Regions from separate parts of the Sus scrofa genome. Here region 2 is linked to region 1. A link is a contact called in public promoter capture Hi-C data. All regions are on one chromosome and are shown on one strand. The core of a region is the stretch at or near the end of the contact, and the rest is flanking DNA. Distances in the headings are between cores, read along the strand shown.

Evidence for each region. Promoter capture Hi-C pulls out the DNA fragments that hold promoters and counts their contacts.
Region 2: a contact with region 1 is called in a promoter capture Hi-C map of liver, with 3 times the contacts expected there. The contact joins the promoter of ACVR1 here to the promoter of ACVR1C in region 1. A contact is called at or near these places in 1 of 5 promoter capture datasets (liver) and 1 of 47 Hi-C or Micro-C datasets (embryonic fibroblasts).

The regions. Positions count from the first base shown.
Region 1 is chr15:64,524,164-64,531,921 of Sscrofa11.1, forward strand. It overlaps ACVR1C (activin receptor type-1C), which reads right to left and starts at 5,166. Exons shown (of 9, transcript XM_003133418.5): 1 at 4,842-5,166. The coding sequence starts at 4,920. LOC106506249 (a long non-coding RNA gene) reads left to right here and starts at 4,623. Exons shown (of 5, transcript XR_001301435.2): 1 at 4,623-4,739; 2 at 5,511-5,651; 3 at 6,588-6,650.
Region 2 is chr15:64,887,367-64,895,124 of Sscrofa11.1, forward strand. ACVR1 (activin receptor type-1) reads right to left here and starts at 4,287. Exons shown (of 11, transcript XM_001927798.7): 1 at 4,135-4,287.

The DNA.
Region 1 (7,758 bases), core at 3,916-6,415:
CAAATCTAAAAATGAAGCCAATGCTAATTATTTGGTGGTTGAGACTTAGCTAAAGCAGGAACTGAACAGCCTCTGGCTGATAGTTATATATCCTTGCCACTCTCCAGGAGGGCTCAAAATCACTGCCTTGGGAACATGATCTGGAATCTCAAAGTGTGTCAGATTATCAGCTCCTGTGTGCCTATATTCATTCTCCTCTCCTCTTAACCTTTTCTTATTCACAACAACAGATGCCAGTACTGGAAGTTCTCCTTGTGGCTCAGTGGTTAACGAATCCGACTAGAAGCCATGAGGTTGTGGGTCTGATCCCTGGCCTCACTCAGTGGGTTAGGGATCCGGTGTTGCCATGAGCTTCGGTGTAGGTCGCAGACTCGGCTCCGATCTCGCGTTGCTGTGGCTTGACATAGGCCAGCGGCTACAGCTCCAATTGAACCCCTAGCCTGGGAACTTCCATATGCCACAGATGTGGTCCTAGAAAAGACAAGAAGACAAAAAAAAAAAAAAAGAAAGCAAGATTGAGAGAGAGAGATGCAAGTACTACCAAGAAAAATTAAACAAACTGGATCTCAACTACTGCCTAAAAGTTTTTCCCGTAAAGAGAAACCCATGAATGTTTACTCAAAAGGAAAATACAGTCCGTTCTCTGTAACCAAAGCTTCTATATCTGCCGATACAACCAACCAACTCCAAAAAGTTCCAAAAAGCAAATGCTGAATTTGCAGCATGCTGGCAACTCTTTACATAGTTTTTTCCATAGTATTTACAACTATTTACATAGGATTTACATTGTATTAGGTATTATAAGTAATCTAGAGATGATTCAGAGGACATAGGGAGGTTATATGCAAATATTACACCACTTTACATAACGGATTTGAGCATCCTTGAATTTTGGTTTTTGGAGGGTCCTAGAACCAGTTCCCCTGTACTCTAAAAATGCATTTGAAAATAACATTCACATTCAAAAGGCCATAACTTTGGGTGAAACCAACAGCTTTCACATAACAATAAATCATTTGTTTATGCATAATAATAAATCACTGAGTCTAGAGAGTCTTTTTCACACATACTTTCCTATTTAGGTACTCAAACAAGGTTAGGAAAGGCTGGGTATCCTTCCCTGTTTACTCAGAAGCAGTGAAGACATCCAGTGCAAAGAGCTGGTAGCGACCCAATCAGAGATATGTATAGGGATGGCAGCAAAGCTAGAACATAAGTCTTGAGAGATGAGGACTAGAAAATATATGTATTTTCTAATGCAAGAGCTGGGAATACATATCAGCAGTTCATTCACCATAATTTTTGTTTAATGTTGGGTTGCCAGATAAAAGTACAGAATGCCCAGTTAAACTGGAGGTAAACAGCAATTAATTTTTAATATATGTATGTCCCATGTCATATCTGTAACATACTTACATTAAAAAATTGGTTGTTGTTTATTTAAAATTCAGTTCAACTGTGCTTTCTGTGATTCACTAAATCTGTGACTCTACTTTAATGTGTCGATTAAAATTATCTGTAATTTAACTTTGGCTCCTGATTTTTAATCTTCAGGCCAGACCTATCCCCTGAATTCCAATGCCTGTAAAACCAGTCTTGACCTCTCCACTCCAGGGCCTATAGATATTTAAAACTTGACATACCCCAAACTGAGCTCCAGCTATCCAAATGCCCCATCTCTCCCCAGACCTGTTCCTCCTGCAGTCTGCCTCATCCTACTTAATGGTCTATTCTTCTATTGCTTGAGTCAAAATGTGATGTCATCCTCTGTATCTCTCTTATTCTCACAACTCCAATCCTTTATTTTTGGATGATTGTAGAAAATTGGAGAAACTTTAATTTACGCTTCTGTAAGTTTGAGGTTAGAAAACGGGTTCAAAGCAGTATAGTCAATGAAGAAATTTGCCACCAAGGACTTCTGCACAGAGTTTCTCCCAAGCCAAAGAAGTCTCTTCCTTGGAACCCAGGAGCCTGTTGCCACATTTGTGTCAATCAACCCATAAAAGATTATGCTTAAAGGAGGGCAAAGGTGACATCTTTTGCATTATAAACCCAGTCAATCCAAGGCTTTCACTTTCACTTCCAGCACAGCTTTAAGATCTGTAATTATTTAAGATTATAGTAGGAATTGCTAACTGCTCTCAAGTGGGGGGAAAAAAAACCTGAAACCCCCAACCTACCCTACTTATTAAATCTTTTCACTTCTAAGGTAATAATACCTAGGCTTCTAGACTCTTAATAATTCCCTTTCCAACCAGAAGACAAAGAAGTTTCATGAAATTAGTAGAGAATGCTCCATGTGTTAAGCTTATAACATTCAAGTGACAGCTTCAGATTTGAGAACTCCAGGATATTTTCTGGCAATTCTTTGTTTAGTACACTAAATAAATGTTGTGAGTCATGTCAGGTCTTTCTTTCAAACATCAAGCAACCCAGAAACTAGGCAGTTAGAGCAACTCAGAGCAGCTTAATTTGTTTAGCTAGTCCAGACCAATAAATATTTTCTCTAAATTTCCACCAAAGCAGCGGTTACCCTCCAAGAGCCTCATCAAAGGGCAGTGATTTCTTTGCTGTCAATGCTTGATGTGCCTAAGGTGATAGAGATGCTGGGGGAGAACAGCCGAAGCAAAACAGTTTATTGGTTTATCAATGTCTTCAGATATTTAAGGTCTCAGGTCTGGTCCTTGGCAGAGCCAAATTGGAAAGTGGTGTTTTCTGTCACACAGTTTTGCTGTCATTGCATCAACAGCACTTCTCATATAACATGTCAACAATGGCATGCACAGCTTCATAAATGGTCAATATGACTAACAATGCAATTTGTAAAAGTGACTGGGTCAAAAATAATGTAAGGAACCACAGGAGAAAAACTATTTAAATGATGAAATAAACTACCTGAATACTATTAAATACTCAAAATCTGCATAAGAATTGAGAGTCAAAAATATAGATTGCAATAGATATTTCCTCTGTGGGATACAAAGATGAGTAAAGTTTCTAGAGGAGATTTTGAAAGTGTTTGCATTTGCCATAGAAAAGTTCATTGTAAAAGTTCTGACTTTGATAAGCACTTCTCTACTATATTGACACTCTATTATCCATATTGTGATAATGCCACTACCTCCATATCAGGCATTTTTCTTAACCTTCAAATTTTAAGAAAACAATCAAGTTTGAATGGATGATTTTTTTCTTTTTTGCACACTTCAATGTCAAAATTTCCATGCCTTTAAAGAACATCACAGGGCATGTTATCCTATGTTGCTGTACCCAGGGTCTCTGGAATTTTCTAGATTCTATGCTATAACAAAATGCATATTCTGAACTAGATAAAAATAATTGACTGTATTTTTGAAATGTCTGTAACAAAGTTATTAGCTCCCTAAAATAAAAAGTGTTGTACAAATAGCCTTTGGAGGCATTATTTCACAAGTTTCCAGTCAAAACTATGCTGTCCAGAAGACTTGTATATGTAGATATGACTAAATCATCAAGAGCATTTTGACCATCCCAAGTTAGTGGAGTTTTGACCCGTTTCTTATAAAGACTTTCTCATAGTCATTTTTCTTCCTATTGATGAATTTACTAACTCTGAATGCAAATATTCCTCTTTATCCTATCACCTTCCTAACAAATCTCTGTGTAACTGCTCTCCTAAAAGGCTGTGCCTTTTCAAAGATAATGGAAATGTTTTCGACCTTGTATTGTATCAGTTGATCGTTGATAATCAAATTTTCATTTGAATACTGTATTTGTGAGCCATCTGAAACACTGAAATCTGCACATGACAGCAATCATACTATTCAAAACATTCTCAACACATGTCACTATGAGGAAAACTACCCACCCTGGAGTATAGCTATTAATGTCAAACAGATTGTCATCTGAAAAAAACAAGAATGCATCAAAATCAGCTTTGGACAAAGTACAGCTCTATGAAGAAAACACCAGGTTTTTATGTGCAAATGTCTGATTAAAATGTTTAAAGAATGAGTTAGCAAGGAATCTGTTCCTGGTCTCTCTCCACAACCCGAATATTGTTATAATGAAAAGTTTTAGAGTTAAAGGATTTTTCATCATAGCACACTAAGATTTTACCAAAGATGTATTTGCCCCAGTTTCTAGTAAACATTATAAAGAAATGTTTAATTTCTAGCTCGGGCGGAGGGCTCTATTTAGCCTATCAAAGCACAGACCTGTTATAAACTCTGGGACGCTTGCCAGAAATCCCCCCCTCCCTCCCCCCCGCCGTAACTCTTAGTAAAGATCGTACCTCGAAAGCACTGTGCCTTGCAAACCACGCAGATTTTAGGCTCCCACTCCCGCCTACAGAGCTTGGCCCCAGCGGCTTTTGCAGTATCCCTCATCTCCTATAATTCAGACTGAATTGCCACCACTCTATCATTCCCACCACCGTGTCACCATCATTCTCAGCTCTCCAGAGCTCAGCATCGAGCGTCCCTCAGCCCCTGCAAAAGTGAACTCACGGTGCCACCCAACTCCCAGCCCTGCACACACCCACTAACACTCTCCTACTCCCTCTGCTGCAAACTGCCCCCCAATTTGTCACCCGCCTCATCCCTAATCCCTTGCCCACACGTCCTGCAGCTTTTTCTCTTCTTGTAGATTCATCCCAACACACCTGTCTACCCCTAAGGCTGCCAGACTTCAAGTGCCCACGCTGCGCCCTGTCCCGCGCCCCCTCAATCAACTGGCGCTTCCACTCCGCCCAGAGGAAGGTCAGTATGCTCATAGAGCCTTCTTCCCCTACCCGGTGCCCACCCACAGACCGCCTCTGACTCCCACCCTCCCGAGCGCCGGGCAAGAAGCGCCTGTCATACCTGCCGAGAGCGCGGTGGCCGTGGAGAGCAGCAGAAGAACCTGCCGGAGCGCGGAGCGGAGCGCTCGGGTCATGGCCATCAGGCGCCGCGCCCCGGCTGCGAGGCCCCAGAGCGGAGCGGGGCGGCCGGGGCAGCGCGGGCCGCTTTGAAGTTCCCGGGGCGCTGGAGCGAAGCACAGCCCAACACCTTTTTGAAGTGTGCGCTCCGCTCTAATCCGCGTGGGCGCCCTCCTCCCCTGACTCCCCCATCCCTACCCCTTGCGGCTGGCGTGCGCGGAGCTCCTGCCACTGGCCCCCACAGTCGGGCTGGCAGGGGGCGGTGGGGCGACAGAGCCCGCCCCTGCCGCGCCTCCGCCCCCTGGGCCCTCTGGCAGCTGCCCGGGGCCTGTCGCTGTCCCGCAGGCGGGCAAAGGCTGCCCGCTGGCAAGGCAGGGATATCTCCCAGAGGCGGGGCGGGGGGGTGAGGGGTAAGAAAGGAAGTGGGGTGGCGCGGAACCCGCAAGATTGTATACGCTGGGAGAAGAGGGAAAGCCCTGTAGAGACTTTAGCAAAACTTAAACCCGCAGCAATTGCTTCTGGTGGTCCGTTCGGTAATCTCCTACAGAAGATCCACACGTCCGGGTCTCTTGATACTCATTTGTCACCAATGTCCTAAATGTTTTCTAACTAGAATGAGCCCTGAGACACCCTGGGTATTCCTGCCGGACTCCTCACACCGCCACATCCTGGCTTTGCGAGCGTTTGTGGACGGGCGCCCTCTCTGTCCAGCCCTAGAAATAACCAGTTGTCCCACAGCCTCGGCTACTTACAGGTTTGGTTTAATGCACTTGGTCTCTAATATCGCGCCTTCAGGCTACCCTCCCTCTATGATTGGCTACAGAAGCTGTACTACCTGCGCCAGATGATGTGGTCGTCCTCAGTGTGTAAGCCAGGTTTGGAAATGGAGGACCGGTCCACGGAAAATATCTCAGCAACTACAATTTCAGCAATTGAAAAAATGAGGGGCGAGTTAGAATCATACATAAGGTTCAAGGGGAGGTAAAGAATGACTTAAATATTATATTAGAAACTTAAGTATTTTTAAATCCCAGGGGCATAATATCAAATGGTTGTCCCTCTCATGTGGATTGTGTTTGACAATATAAGGGCAGTGTTACCAATTAATAGAAATCAGCCTAAATTCAATACACGTCTGTACCCTGTACATTAGAGTGAAAGGGATTATTTTAAACTGAAGAGCACAAAAAACCAAGGATCCAGTACTGATGTTATTGCTGCTGTTAGGGTGCTCTTTGAAAAGTGGTTGTCATATAAATTAATTGCCTTATAGTAAGTGATATTACTTGCTTCTTCACCTAGTTTAGCTCTAAATGGTGCATGTTCTTTCTGAGGCTTATGAAAGACCTACGTGAAATGATGTATACGATTGACTTCATTGAAGAATCACAGTATTGGGGGTGTGATATTTGTCGAAATTTTCATGCATGATGGTGGCAGTCTGGAGGAGCTCACCTCTGCCATCACCACCTTGGCTGAAACAAAACATTCCTAAGCATAAAAAGACTTTGTTCTCATTTCATTCTGGATCCAAGCAAACAAACAAACCAAAAAAAAAAAAAAAATGGAGTTGTGGAACAAGACTGAGCCCTTCCAGACACCCACAAAACAGATGCTTTTAAAAAAAATGCAAGAAAATGCTAGAACGCATTATATTTTGGCTGACTTGACTTGCTCATTATTTGTCTAGATTAGGATCTACCATTGGATCATGAGATTTGGAGCCTAAGAAACAGGGCCTTCTTCCTCAAAAGTAAGTGAGACTTCATTCCTCCTTATTTCTTAGAACCATAACAGGATTAAAAGGGGTAGTAAACATGAATACACTATCAAACCACAAAGCATGACACTAATATCAGATAGTTACCTTCCATATATTTATTTTGTCTCTTGAATACAGTAAGCAATGTTCCCACCAGTTGGAAAGCTCTTACCTTCTAAGAAAGCAAGGTTATCATCCTTAGAGGTCTGTTATTGAAGGATTTCAATATTCTACACAAATTCCACACTTCCTCTTAGTCTAAAGGTGCACTGTCCACTATAGTATCTGCTAGCCACATATGAAAAGTGAGCACTTGAACTGCGCCTAGACCAAATTGGCATATGCTGTAAGTATAAAATGCATGCTGGATTTCAAAGACTTAATCCAAAGTAAGAATGTAAAAAACATAGTTAATAACTTTTTTTGTAGGGCTGCACCTGTGGCATACAGAAGTTCCCAGGCTAGGTGTTGAATCGAAGCTGCAGCTGCCGGCCTATGCCACAGCCATAGCAACGCCAGATCCAAGCCGCATCTTTGCCCTACACCACAGCTGAGGTCAATGTCAGATCCTTAATGCACTGAGCAAGGGCAGGTATCAAACCTGCATCCCCATGGATACTAGTCAGATTAGTTTCCAATGAGCCATGATGGGAACTCCAATAACTTTTGTATTGCTTACATGTTGAAATGATAATATTTTGGACATATTGGGTTAAATAAAATATATTACTAAAATTTATTTAAACTATTCCTTTTTTTTACTTTTTAATATAGCTATTAGAAAGTTTTAAATTAAACGTGTGGCTCACATTCTATCTGTCTTGGACAGTGCTGGTCTAATGAATCCTGCTCAGATGATAGAAGATCATTACCTTTGTCTGAAGCACAGTATAAAAAAGGTAGCAGTTGTTAAGTGCCTTACCAATCATTTACCGTAGGTGGCCAGCCTATGAAGGAAGCATGAACTTTTGAATTCTTGGTGCAAAATTCTGTGATACAACAAAAAAAATGTTAATATGTCAAAATCTAAATACTTAATTTGTAGGGTTTTTTTGTTTTTTGTTTTTTGTTTTTTTCTTTTTATGGCCGTACCTGCAGC
Region 2 (7,758 bases), core at 3,037-5,536, 360 kb after region 1:
AGTTAATTTTGGCAGCCTAAGTTCAAGTAAAACTACCTTCTATCTGAACCAAAGGCTATGACGTGCCAACCACATCAACTTGCTCTTTCATAAGGGGTCTTCAATTTGAAGGCCCTTCCCAACAGACAAATTCTGATTCTTGGAACTTCTGATTCTTAAATCAGCATAGCAAGCAAGAGCAGTCCATGACCAAGTACTAAAAAAGAAGAGGTAAATCTTCCATTTGGTTCTTCTAAGAGCTGGAGTTGGCCACAGAAAGAAACACAAAGTTTTCACTCCAAGAGATCAAAGAAGGCATTTTGTACCAGGAAACCCAATTCAAATACTCATTTCCAGGAATAAAGCCACAGGGCCCAATATTTGCTTGGGGATGGGGACTGAGGGGGAAACCAGGAGACCATGTGGACTCCAATTAAAATCTCTGATGGCTTTATTTCCCAGCCTCACCAGTTTACTGCTGTGAAGATTTTAGCCAGGCACTGCTTTAACTTAAACGCAGGCGTCCTGGTCAGAATGGTCCCACTTAACACTGGATAAAAACAAAAGCATTTTAACACTTCATGACAGCATTCTTTGCCCCATCCTGAGCACTAGATGTATATGACAAGGTGATGCTGAGAAGTGCCAGCTTTAGCCCAGCCGCTATCTCCTATAACCATAGTAAGAGGAAACCATGCTGCAGCCCATCCTTTTACTCTAGTCACAATATTGGAAATGAAAATGGAATAGAAACAGAAGAAAATGGGGAAGGGTGGCATACCTCAATCTTATTCCGGTATGACAACAATCAGCTTGCTTTAAAATTATCACCTGGGGTCTTGTCAATCAGCCAACAGTTCTTATGTGTCTACTTCACACAGGCACCAAGCTAAGTCTATAGTGAGAATAGTGCAGTGAAATATTCCCCAAGTAATCAATATTTATGTTCATGGTTATGTGCTTAATTTTATCTTTTTACCAAAAAATAGTATGTATCATGTCTAAAAATCAAGTAAGCACCCATGAACCCATCACTCAATCCAAAAACCAGAAAATCAACCACTAATGTATCATCTACCTACCTCCTCCACCCTACCCATATCCCAGGTCCCTGCAACACACACATACTCTCTCTCTCAGTTGTACACACAGACACACACACACACAGACACACACAACAGGTATTCAGTATCCTGAATTTGGGTTTCAATAAAAATATGAATGCATCTTTAGGATATCTCCAAATCATACAAGTGAACTGGCTTTCCAAATACAGCAGTGATGTACTGTTTCCTCTTAAAAGATGGATTCTTTCAATCTTTCAAGGTTTAAACGTATCTTTAAGGTTTTTTTTTTTTTTTTTTTTAAGACGAGTTGTTGCTTTAAAGGAAAATACTAATAGACTAAGTGAGATAGACTTAGCTATGGTAAACTCATGAAGACAACATATGAACGAATGAAATTTGGCAAACACCAGTGAGAGCTGCCAAGAACAAGGGTTCCAGAGTCCCACAAACTCCTGGTTCAAATTCCCACTCCACCACTGACTAGCTCTACAGCTTTGGGCAACTCAATTCTGTTAAGACTCAATTTCTTACTGTACAGGAATGAAATAATACTAAGTCATATGCTTGTTATAATGAAAAAGGGCATGTAAAGAGCTGAGCATGGTGCCTGGCATGTATCCAGTCCCCCTCCTCCCCAAATCATCGTATCTGTCATTAAATTCACTCAAAACACATCAACGGATTTTGCTACCATCAATAGTTTACTTCCCCCTAATTTTCTAACACATAAAAATAAATCAAGAGGCAGGGATCCAATGGTAAAACAAGCACAGAGGACAATTCCCAGACCCAGCTCCTGTTTGCCTAAAGTACAGTATATACGCATTGATTCTATCTTCACCTCATGACCTTGAATAGCAGGATCATTTTTCAAATCCATTTCTGTCCCACTCCTCCTTCCCTAAGAAGGCTAAACTACTCAACCCACCTTACCTAAAAGCCTATCATGATCACCACAGGACTAGTTCAGTGCAATCGAGGGTAAGATAGAGGCATAGTCTTCATTTACTGATTCAATAACTGCTATCTGCACAAAATTTAAATCACTACTTTAAAAAAAATTACTATACTATTAATGCCATTAAATCCCTCACTTCTGAAATGAATTAGTTACATTCCTGATGATGGCATACACCTCCATCTTTACTCTCCATCCTTGGTATTCTTTTACGTTACTTAGAGGTAACAAGAAACTTATTGAGATTCAAATGCTCACTCTCTTCCAAGGTACAAAAGTGGTACAACTACTACCTATATCAAGTTTTATTGAAAACCACTCTCTCCTATTCAGGTAAAATACACTTATACTGCTAGAAACGTAGAGAATGAACCCATCCCGGCCCTTGATTTTTTGCCATCTCTCCAGAATTTATCAGAACATCATTCACCACCTTTGAGTATTTTTACAAGGGGCGACAGTAGAAATTAGATTACCCAACACAATTCCATCAATCTAAGGCCTACACATCTCAGCCTCAAAAGCCTTGTTTTTTTAATCCCAGGGCAGAAAACAAAAACAACTGAATCATACACCACACACACACAAAAGTGATTTGGTCTTGGAAGCCAGGTGATTCAAGTCCTGTCCAGGCCTAAGATAGCCTCTTGAGCCTTGTGTCCCCATCAGTGAAATGCAGAGGACTCATACTTCATACTCAAGCATACTGTAAAAGTGGATGGAGAGGCCAGTGTATGAGGTCAGCACAAGTCTGGTGGTGTCTGCTGGCTGCCCAAGCCGCACCCCCACCCCCCACCGCCAGCCACCCACCTCCAGAGACAAGTGCCAGGACATACTATAGTGTTTCCATTTAAGGCCCGCCACTTGGATCAGCCCATCTCTTGAAATTTCTTACCACTACCTTTCCAGGAAGAATTTTTTTGGGGGGAAAGGGAGGTGGTATCTATTTTTTGCCACCGCCTTTCCTTGAGCTGTCAGAGCAGTCTGCATCTCTGGGACAGGATTCTTTTAAAACCACTGGGTTGATCTGTGTCTAAATGCCAGGGCTTCTTTTCGAAAATACAAAAAATCTCTATGAAACAAGTTTCTTTTCTCATCATCTAACCTCAATCACAGACACACACTTCAAAAAAGAAAGCAAAGAAAGCCCAATAAAATTAACATCCACTGTATTACTTGGCTACCTCTCTCCCAGAGCCGTATTAAGCACAACTTTTTCACCAAGACTTTTCCTCTGCTAGGAGGTTGAATGTTTTTTTTTCCCTAAGTAGCTTCCTCTATAGCTTCTCTCCCCTGCAAAGAGCGTTCAAAACTCCGGAGGAAAAGGGGGGTCGGAGCTGAGTGGGAGACAGATCTGGCACAAACTGGGCAGAGCTGAGATACTCAAGAACCCGACGGGTTAGTGAGTCCAACAGTCCGAGGCCCACATATATCAGCGCGCCCAAGGTTCTAGCCTCACTGTTTTGGTTACAGTGTTGAAGGAAGGGTTTTAAACTTGGCAAAGTACCGTGCAACATCTGTAACCACATTTGCCTTCTGGGGATCGGAAGATGAATCCCACATTCCTGGCTTTGAAGCTTTTTGAAACTGCAGCTAGGAAGAACGGAGGGAGGGAGGGCATTGAGCAGAGTTTATTGGCTGTCTCTCCAGCAGAAAATTCCTCTTGGAAGAGACGGATATTTTGAAGGTGGGGGGTGATTCGCCCATCCCTTTACTCTCTACGAAGCTCAGCTAGGAAGGTGAGCCCCGTGGCCAGGCGGCCAGATCGATTTACAAGTCAGAGGCGCACACCCTGAAGGAGTTCACTACATGCATATGCGCACACACATACATACATACATATACACACACACACACACACACACACACACACACACGACCACCCACTCCTTGCCTCTGCCCTCTCCCATATCCCACTGGCAGTTCAGGGCCACAGCAAGACAGTTTTTTTCCGCGGCTGCTTCCCCCACCAAGAGTGGATCGGCTTGGGGGAGAAAGGAATGAAAGCGAGGGGGAAGCACCGCTGACGCCCACCCTCCCACCCCCATTCCCTGCCCCTTCTCCTGCCTAGGCTCCCTCCTCCCACGGTCCTCCGGTCTCTGGCAGGGGCGGCCGGCGACCTGCCCTCACCTCTGGTCCCGCGGCGGCGGGGGGCTGAGCCGGGGAGGCGGAGTGCGAGCCAGCCGGGCGCTGCAGGTCGGCGCGGCGCGGGGCGGGGCGGGGCGGTGCAGCCGGCGAGGGAGCCCGGAACTCCGCGGGGCCGAGGGCGGGCGACCGGCCCCGAGCGGCGGCGGCGGCGGCGGCGGCGGCTGCGGCGGGCGGGTACGGCGAGCCGGTGCTGGGGGCCAGGGGCTTTCCAGCCCTGGGGCCGGTGCGGCTGGCCGAGGAGCAGCCTGGCAGAGACAGCGGCGGCAGCGGCAGCGGCAGCCACCCCGGGAAAAGAGCCGGGGGAGGGAGGGGAGGCGGGGTGAAGAGGAGGCGGAGGAGAAGGAAGGGGAGGAGGGCGGGCGGAATAAACTTCCCGAGGCGCTGCGGACAGGGCTGGGAGGACTGCAGCGGGCGGGGCGGGCCGGGTGGGGGCTGGCCGGGGGGCGGCGGGGGAGTCGGTCACTGAGAGTAGAAAAGTTCCCCCAGCGCCGAGGGGGAGGCTGCGGCGGCGGCGGCGGCTGCAAAGAGCAGGAGCGGGAGCGGGAGGAGCGGGAGGAGGAGGAGAAGGAAGTGGCTGCGGAGCGCTCGGCCAATGAGTGTCTGGAGCTGTGATTAACCAGGCAGCAACACATCATTTCCTCCCGGCGCGGTTCCAGGGAGCCGGGAGGGAGAGGGAAGGCGGCGGGGCGGGGCCGTTCCCGCGCCCCCTGCAGGCGCCCGGCCCGGGGCGAGCCCGCCGAGCCCCGCCGAGCCTGGCCGAGCCGCCCCCGGCGCGCCCCACGCTGTCTGGCCAGCCCAGAGGAGGCTGCGAGCGCGCCTCCCGCGGGGCTCCTTCGAGGCGGGGAGGCGGCGGGGCAGGCCTGAGCCGGGCTCCCGCGGCCAGGGTGGGAGGCAGAGAGGCCGCACGGCGGGGTGAGAGCCCAGGTAGGCGCGGGCGGGGCTGTCTGGACAGCTCCCGGGGGCGCGCGGGGTGGGCGGGCCGGCGGGCGGGCTGCCTCCCCGGCCCGGGACTGCGGGTTGCGAGCGGTTGGAGTCCTGCCTGGCCGACTGGATTCTCACAGAGAAGCCTCGGCATTCTCATCCAGGCCATTTCTGACCTGCCTTCAAATCCCCTTCCACTTTGCTCATTTCCCCTCAAGGTCTGGGGTTATGCAAGAGCTTGCCATTTTCGCAGTACACCTCCTTATTTAAAAAAAAAAAAAAAAAAAATGGGGGGGTACAGGGGCGGGGGTCTGCGGTAACCTACCGCTGTCCTAGGCGCCATGAGAGCTTACAGTGGAAAGGAAGGAACATTCCCCGCCACAGAGAGGCTGACAACCTCGGTCCTTGGATACACAAAAACACTCCAGTGTTCTAATATTATCCAGAGCATCAAAAAGGCATGCGAGGATCGAATTTTGCATGGTGCCTGCAGAGTGTAAGGAAAGCACCAGGCCATTTTCTCTACCCTCTAGAAGTTTAGAATGTATAACCCCATCACAAAGCCAAATATAAGCGTGAAACCAATAACTGGGAATACCATAAAGTATTTTTATCTCTGCAGGTTCATTCATGCAGCAGGCATTTACTGGGTGACTGTCTGCTGTACTGCAAAAGGTTGCAAAGAAAATGGAAGATCTGGTCCCTGCAGGTCAGGAGTTGACAATTTAATTAGAAACACAAAGCAAATATACATGAAACTGCTAGAAAAGAATACCTAGGTATTATATAAGCACAAAGATGCAGAAGGCTGGGGCATTTTTCCATAAGGGGAAGGGCTTTATGATTGGTGAGAAACAGGAGAAGAAATTCCAGGTCAATCAAACAAGAATCCTTGTATGTATCCTCCCTCTGTAGAACAATGTGACAGAGACCTAAGTGTCAGCCCTGCCACTTAAAAACTGTATGATCTTGGGCACGTTTTTAACCCAAGACACATTTTTAACGTGAGACAGGGAATATAGCCTGTCTCATGAGGTTTATTGTGTAGTTCAAATGAGATTACATACATGTGGGAACTTCCCAAGTTGTGTAAATATGCCTCAGTCCGGTCCATTTTTGGAGTCTTCAAGTTACTGACCTCTTCTTAGGAACCTTTATAGTATCCTCTAGGCTGTAAGCTCCCTGAGGGGAAGGACCAGGTTTGGTTATGTCTACTGTGTATCATCATCCCTAACAGAGTGGCACAGTAAAGGTTTGCTGAGTAAGTGAATAAATGAACTAATGAACCCTGTTATGCTTTCAACTGTTCCTTTTATCTCTTTATTATGTGGCTGGCTCAATGCAAAGCCCTCTAACTCAACCCTCTTGTGACTAAGGTTGTATTCCAGGAGACTCTCTGGGAGGATTCTGGGTAATTCTTCTGACCTTGTAACAGATGAACTGATTGAGTAATTGTGTGTGTGTAAAACAAGAATATACACAAGAATACAGCCCTTCACACAAGCCCCACTCACACAAGGATAAAGCCCCAATATAGTCCTTTGGCTTGGATACCTTAATCCAGGGTTTCTCAACCTTGGTATTATAGACATCTTTGACTGGATAATTGTTGTGGTGTGCTGTCCTGTGCAGTGTAAGTGGTTGTGCACCATCTTTGACCTCTATCCATTCGATGTAAATAGGATACCCTCCACAGTTGTGACAACCAAAAATGTCTCTGGACATTGCCAAACTAGGGGGTTGAGGGTGGGCCTAGAGATGACTCTCAGTTGAGAACCACTGCCTTACCCTGACATCTAATCCATTGGAAAATCACACCAGTAAAATAACTTGGAGGAAATATATCTTCTGTTATTCTAAGATTCACAGATCTCCTCCATCATATGTTTCAAGGAGCACGACTCTTGTTAATTAATTGCCTGCTGCATTGTGAATTGGCAACTCTTCTGTTTTCTGCATATCCTCCTCCTTTACGCCCAGATCAACATGTTCATTTCTAAAAGTCAACAGCTTTCAAAAACTATTAGGAAACAGGGTCTTGAGCAACCTGAGTCCTGTATAATATTTTCCTATAAAATTGGGAGAATTTATTCCATAAAATTTTGCAGATTGCGATTCAGAATATAAATCGTAACTTTGGGAAATCATTTCATTTAAAATATCTAAGTAACTACATTGAGTGATTGTCTCTCATCTTGAAGCCATTTCTTTTCGGCCCCAAGAGTTTTCCTTACATAGTGGTATAAAAGAACATGGCTTATTAAAACTTACAAAGCAAAAACAAGTTAGTTATATATATCAACTTTCAGAAGCAAATTATTTAGAAGAATATTGATGGGATACTGATGGATTGATGTACTGCAGTTCAATTACTAGAGGTTTCTGGAAGAAAAAAAAAAAGAGTAATGGTTGAAGGGATGAACAAATTATTCTGAGAAGTCTGTTCCTTTGGTTTGGGCATGTAGAACCAAAACAAAAACAAACCAAAAAATCCCTGCTCCCAACAGGCAATAGTACCTGTTTACAATGTGAGCAGACATTTTTGTTCAGCAAGACAGTATCATCTGTCTCATTAAATAAAATTACCTGAAGCATTGGTTTCATGGTTTTGTTCATAATTTGTTAAGGTTTGGTTTTATAGTTGTACAATGGGTACAAGTATATGGAGATTAGTTTCCATCTAGT